2 separate regions of the Callithrix jacchus genome follow, and region 2 is linked to region 1. A link is a contact called in public Hi-C data. All regions are on one chromosome and are shown on one strand. Each heading gives the region's core, a stretch centred on a gene start, on an enhancer-like site or on the middle of the called end of the contact. The rest is flanking DNA. Distances are from core to core; before and after follow the strand shown.

Evidence for each region. A called contact is a pair of places that touch in the nucleus more often than the background predicts.
Region 2: a contact with region 1 is called in a Hi-C map of induced pluripotent stem cells, with 5 times the contacts expected there. The contact joins two enhancer-like sites. A contact is called at or near these places in 3 of 3 Hi-C or Micro-C datasets (induced pluripotent stem cells and skeletal muscle).

The regions. Positions count from the first base shown.
Region 1 is chr10:111,951,410-111,954,381 of calJac240_pri, forward strand. It overlaps LRP4 (LDL receptor related protein 4), which reads right to left. Exons shown (of 38, transcript XM_035262556.3): 8 at 2,274-2,399; 9 at 1,608-1,733; 10 at 1,282-1,416; 11 at 758-883; 12 at 163-393. Among named protein-coding and RNA genes, the nearest start is that of LRP4, 23 kb to the right of the region's middle. Within about 2 kb of position 1,337, at least 4 of the 16 cell types and tissues checked have an H3K27ac peak or open chromatin away from gene starts, as enhancers often do.
Region 2 is chr10:112,201,505-112,204,617 of calJac240_pri, forward strand. The region is part of intron 5 of CSTPP1 (centriolar satellite-associated tubulin polyglutamylase complex regulator 1); the gene reads left to right. Among named protein-coding and RNA genes, the nearest start is that of ARFGAP2, 28 kb to the right of the region's middle. Within about 2 kb of position 1,462, at least 5 of the 16 cell types and tissues checked have an H3K27ac peak or open chromatin away from gene starts, as enhancers often do.

The DNA of each region.
Region 1 (2,972 bases), core at 87-2,586:
GCTAACAAATGTTTTCTACGTTAGCACTCCAGCTGAGATTTCACTGGAAGACAAAGATGTCCTCCTGCCTCAGGTTTGCAAACCACTGACTAGCCTGTTCCTCCCACCGGTGCTGCACACATGGTGTGGCTCTGCCCCTGTCTATGGGGCCTGGTTCCCTACCTGGGCTCTCTAGCCCGGTAGACACAACCTCCTCCACATTGCTGCCATTGAGGTTGGCACGGAGAATCCGGTCCAGGGTGACGTCTGACCAGAAGACAAGCTCCCGCCGGTGGTGGAAATCAAGGGCAATGGCGTTCTCCAGGTTGTTGAGCAGCAGTGTGTACTCAGAGCGGTGCGGCAGCACCTGCCTGATGTCGATGCGATTGGCAAACAGCAGCACAGGCTCCGGCCCTGGGACACAGGACAAACACTGGGTCCCCACGGGGCTGCAGAGCTGCCCCTGGTACCCATCAACAGGTCCTCAGCTGACCGATGGAGCCACTTGCCCACAAGGGCATGCCCCAAGCCGTCAGCATCAGTACCAGAAGAGCAGCAACCCTTAAACTATACTCCTCCACCCCACTTTACCCTACTCCACCCTAGCTCATCCCACCCCACTCCACCCAACGGCGTTTTTCTTGGGACTTAGAATGCAACTGTTTTTTACTGTGATGGAAATCTCTCTACCTCTCTGCAAATCCCTGAGGACCAGAGCACCTGACCTTCCTCCATGCTCATCCCTCTGCCCACCTAGCCAATTGCCAACAGCCCTTACCCAGAGCCTTGCAGCTGCGCCGGTCGGGCCGGAGTTCATAGCCTGTTTCGCACCAGCACTGGAAAGCCCCTTCGCTGTTGGTGCAGCCCTGGCTGCAGTACCCCTCCTCGGCACATTCATTCACATCTGGGAACACCAGGCATGTCGAGATCTACCTTCTGCCATCTTCCCATCCCCCGCTCCCAGGTTGCCGAGCTGCTTTTCTGCCCACATCTCCATCTACTTTCCAGCCTACTGGAAAGGCCGTCTAAGAAGTGGTTAGGGGCTTTACGGTCATGCAGAGCTGAGCTGGAATCCCAACTCTGTTGCTCCTCAGCTGTGTGGCCTTTGGTAAGCTACTTAACCTCTCTGAGCTTCAGTTTCCCCATCTGTGAAATGGGAAGGATGGTCCCCACCTCCCAGGGTTATTGTGAGGATTAAATGAGGTCACATCCTTCAAATGCCTGACCCATAGGAAACACAGCTGACTGTCTGCTGCCCTGGCCCAGAACCCCGACTCTGCTACAAACCAGGCCCCAGCTCACCTTGGCACGTGTGCCCATCCTCTGTGAGCCGGTAGCCTGTGTGGCAGGTACACTGCACTGCCCCACGCACCATCTGGCACTTCTGGGCGCAGCCACCGTTGTTAACATTGCAGTTCTCCTCACCCGTCCGGGGCCCTGTGCCAGCCAAGCCAGAGTTGGGAGTTGAGCCCAGAATCCTCCCCCAGACAGCCAACTTGGCATTCCACCTGGACCACGGAGAACAGCTCCCAAAGCTTGGAGAGTCCTGAGGGAGGATTCCCTTTGAACCCTATGGGTGGGGTTTGTCCACAAACCATGGGCCAGGTCCGCCCACTGGGGACACTCACGGCAATTCTGCTGTGGGCCTTCGTCACTGTTGTCACCACAGTCGTTGACCCCGTTGCACAGCTTCCTCTGCCCAATGCAGCGCCCGTTCCAACACAGGAACTGGTCCGAGGCACACTGTGGGCTTCCTAGAGAGGGGGAAGGAAGGAGGGAGAGAGGGAGGGTCAGGTCACAGCAAGGCAGGGCTTGGGTCCACAAGGAGATGGGAGCCTGTCATTTTCTAGGGCAAGCTGGAGACAGATGAGACTCAAGGTGGGAGGGTGGGGGTCCCGGGCAGGAAGCAGCTCAGACAGGCCTGGCTGAGTATCTGTATTTGCTTTCTCTACAGTGGGATGGTGAGAAATACAGAACAGAATGAAAAAGTGCATCCATGTGCTCCATACTGGGTGTGGCCAGGGGAGCACATGTGGGGGCTGCCAGATGGAGGGTAGTCCTTCCTCACTAGACCAGAGCTAAAGGCACTGGCAGTGTGTGAGTTAGAATAGGAGTGGCAATTGAAACTCGCAGCTCTGATACCGTGCTCCAGGCCATAAGGCCGCAGGTCAATGGTACACCCGGATTTTACACTGGTAAAACCTCAACCCAACTGGAAAGACTGCAATAAAACTGTCTTTTCACCCTTCCACCCCAACTATAGGCTATGGGTTCTGCACCCTGGGAGACGCCACCTGTATTCTCACAGTTCTCTTCATCGCTGTTGTCGGCGCAGTCGTCCTCCCCATCACAGCGCCAGGACAGGCGGACGCAGCGGCCTGAGCGACAGCGGAACTGTTCTGCTGTACACATGGAGGTGGCTGCGCAAAGCAAAGGCTGAATGAAAGGCGGGCCCCATTTCAGCCTGAAACTCTCCCTGCCACCCAAAGCTGCAGCTTATGTCAGTACCCATGCTGCTCTTGACACCAGGATCACAGCTGGTCTATATGGCGTCTTTGTGTGAATCAGAAAAAGGTGATCTTTCCTCAGGATACTTTATAGCCATCTGCTGGAAAACTACCATGAGTATATAAATCTATTATGTGACTGGCTTCCCTTTGGACATATTGCCTTTGCATAGTGCACAACGTATACAACTGTACGTGGTTGTCTTATCCAATATGTCTTCAAGCTTTATGGGTAGTGGGTGGTGGCCTCTTTGTCTTTTTTTTTTTTTTTTTTTGAGATGTCGTCTCACTCTGTCACCCAAGCTGGAGGGCAGGGGTGCAGTCTCGGCTCACTGAAACCTCTGCCTCTCAGGTTCAAGCGATTCTCCTGCCTCAGCCTCCTAAGTAGCTGGAAGGCATGTGCCACCACACCCGGCTAATTTTTGTATTTTCAGTACAGATGGGGATTAACCATGTTACCCAGGCTGATCTTGAACTCCGGATCTC
Region 2 (3,113 bases), core at 212-2,711, 250 kb after region 1:
GATTAGCATCAGAGAGGCCTGTATTTGAATCACAGCTCTTTCGCTCCTAGTTTGTCACCTGTGTTAGGTTTCTTAACTCCTCTGAATGTCTGCGTTCTTCATAAAGATACTCACTGAACTGACCTCATAGGATTAATATGAGCAGAAAATGAACCTACGGGTGTGTAGTGCTGACAGTCCTTAATGAATATTAACTATTGTTATCATCACAGTGTTTCCCACGCCCTCTGGATCAAGCGTCTTAGGCATTTCGGGGCAAGTAGGGTTTGGGGGAGGTGCAGGCTGGAGCCAGGGCAGAGCAAAGCCCTGGACATGCCACGCCACTTTCAAGGGCCTGGGCTACAGGCAGCCTGTTCAGCATGAGTGTGCCTCCAACCCAGCCCACGACAGGAGCGACCCTCAGGAAACGTCCCAGCACACCTTCACAGCAGCCTTTGTCCTCCCCCCTGGAGAAGGTAACCAGACATCGTGTCATCGCTGCTTCTCACTCATGGCCCTGACATTCACACAAAAATCACAGAGGTGCACTGTGAGCCCAAACAGCCTTGGGGACACACTTCAGCCACCCCACAAATGACACTGGTCATGTGACCTCCTCAAAGAAGTCGATGGAAAGTGACTCTTCTTTCTGGCCCTGGCTGAGGGCTGGCTTCCCCCAAAAGTAAAGTGGAAGCTCGATCGCCAGCTTCCACCTGAGGCCTTTGCCTGGTGGCTGCTGGCAGCACACACTTCCTCTGGGCTCTATTTTTATTTGCCCTTTTGGGCTCTCCCAGCACTTTAAAGCAGGTAGAACGTACTTACTGATTACAGCCAGCACTTACTCTGAGTTCCTGTTACAAACTAGCACATATAACACCATCATGCTGATGCTCCACAAGAATCCTGGGAGACAGGAACTGTGATAATGTCCTCTTCACAGAGGAGGAAACTGGGGCTCAGAGGGAAACGGTCACTTGGCCAGTGAGTGGTGGAACTGGGACTTGATCCTGGGGTCAGCTAATCCAGAACTTCAGGAAAACGGGTGCAGCCCGTGCCGCTAGACCAGGGAAACTGAGCCTCATTAGGGGTGAATGGGAAGTTGACAAGTCAGTAGGTTCAGGCTGGAAGCTGTTGCTTCCTTGGCACCCTCAGAACTCCCAGCCAGTCTGCCCATCTCAGCTGCTGGAAGTCAGCAGGGGAGGGAGAGCGTGGCCAGCCCCTCAGACCAGCCAAGTACTCTGTCGCCACTCCGGTTGCCTGTCCTGGGCTCCGCCCCACACATGGTTCTGCTCAGTGCAGCTTGAACCCAAGGGTCTCTCTTCTCCCCGAGTCCCTCCCTCTAGCCCTGAGGCAAGGCCTGCAAGGATCCCCTCATGATCCAATAGATTTATGCAGACTCTCGCTGGCAGCAGCTCCCTGCTGGCTCCACTTCAAAGCAGGGCAGCCAGGCCCCCCCAGGTGTCAGAAGCAGCTGGCACGTTAGCAGAAAGCCTCTGGCAGGAAGGGGTGCTGAGCCAACTGCCAGCAACTGGAAAACAGCACATGGGGATGACCTCGTCTCCAAGAAGATTCTTTCCTGAGCCCTCTGGGAGTGGCGATGAGCTTGCATTCAGGAGGAAGGAGCTGTCTCTGGGGATAGAAGGGTTGCAGGCAAAGGCAAAGGCTGACCAGGAGCTTCCTGCCTGCCTTTGCCCACAGTTCTGTCGAGATTCCACAGCTAGAAAGATTCCACAGGGGGGAAAGTCCCAGGTGCCTAGAACTTTCCTGGGTCTCAGCATCTGTTTGCAGATGGACAGCACAGCATATGGTGTGATTAAAAACACCTTTTGGTCAATCCTTCAGAATCTTCTGCAGCCATAGACCTCTGAACATCAGACTCTCCCACACTAGACTTAGCACTAACAGGAGAAGCTGTTAGTTCTGTCCACCCTTGGGAAGTATGAGCCTTCAAGCTTCTGCTTGAACATTTCTGGCAATACACATCTCATTCCTTTACAAATCAGTCACAATCCTAGAACAACGCAGCTAGAAAGTCTCTAGAGCCAAACTCTAGATTCCGGTGAAATCCCCCCACAGAGGCAGCCCTTCGAGACTTGGGTTTCAGCCCTTACTTCCTCCCTAGTCTTCGCTTCTAAGCAAAAGGATCTAAATGCAATAACTTGTCCAATATCATGGTTTTTAGACTCTCCACCAGCCCGACCCTCTTCTCCGGGACGCTGGTTTACTCCCCTTAAACGGACTGTCCAGACCTGAAAGTAATCGTATTTGAATGATAGCTCTTTTGCTCCTAGCCTGTAACCTTCGCCGGAGTTTCTTAATCCCTCTGAATGCCTGCATTCTCCATAAAGATTCTCACTAAGTATCTTTATGACAGGGATTAAGAAATTACTCCAGGTGTCAGCTGGCAGGAGGAAAATGGGACAGTGCTTCTCTCATTCATTTGTTCGTGCATTTCTTCATTCAACAGACACTGACTGCCTACTATGTGCCAGGCACCATGCTAGAGTCAAGCCACAAGCAGGGAGACAGAGGTGTCACTCGGTAGGTCTTATGTTCCCAGGACAAAGCCAACAGTGTGAGGAGGTTGCTGAGAGCCGCAGAAGCCAGTAGCAGGGGCCGATTCTAGTCCAGGTTAGGGGCTGTCCTATTCCATCTCCCCCGAGAGGTGCTATGGAGGCTTCAGCCTGAAGAATACGGAGATATCGGTAGGTGAGGAGGAGGCATGGAGGGCAGGGAGCATTATGGGTAGAGGGACAGACTTGTCCGGAGGGCATGAGGAAGGAGAGTTTTAGAAGGACAGAAGGACGGGTGTGGCCAGAATGCAGTGGAGGAGTCAAGGGAGGCAGGGGGCAGATGGAGCAGGCTCACAGACCAGATCCAAATCAGGAACCGTGTCCTAGGGGAAGACCTGAAGGGGTTTGTTGGTTTGTTTTACACGGAGTCTCGCTCTGTCACCCAGACTGGGGTGCAGTGGCACAATCCTGGCTCACTGACATAGCCACCTCCCAGGTTCAAATGATTCTCCAGCCTCAGCCTCTTGAGTAGCTGGGATGACAGGCGTGAGCCACTGCGCCCAGCCTCTGAAGGGTTTTCAACACAATAGTAAAATGGTCACATTTGGCAGGGCGCGGTGG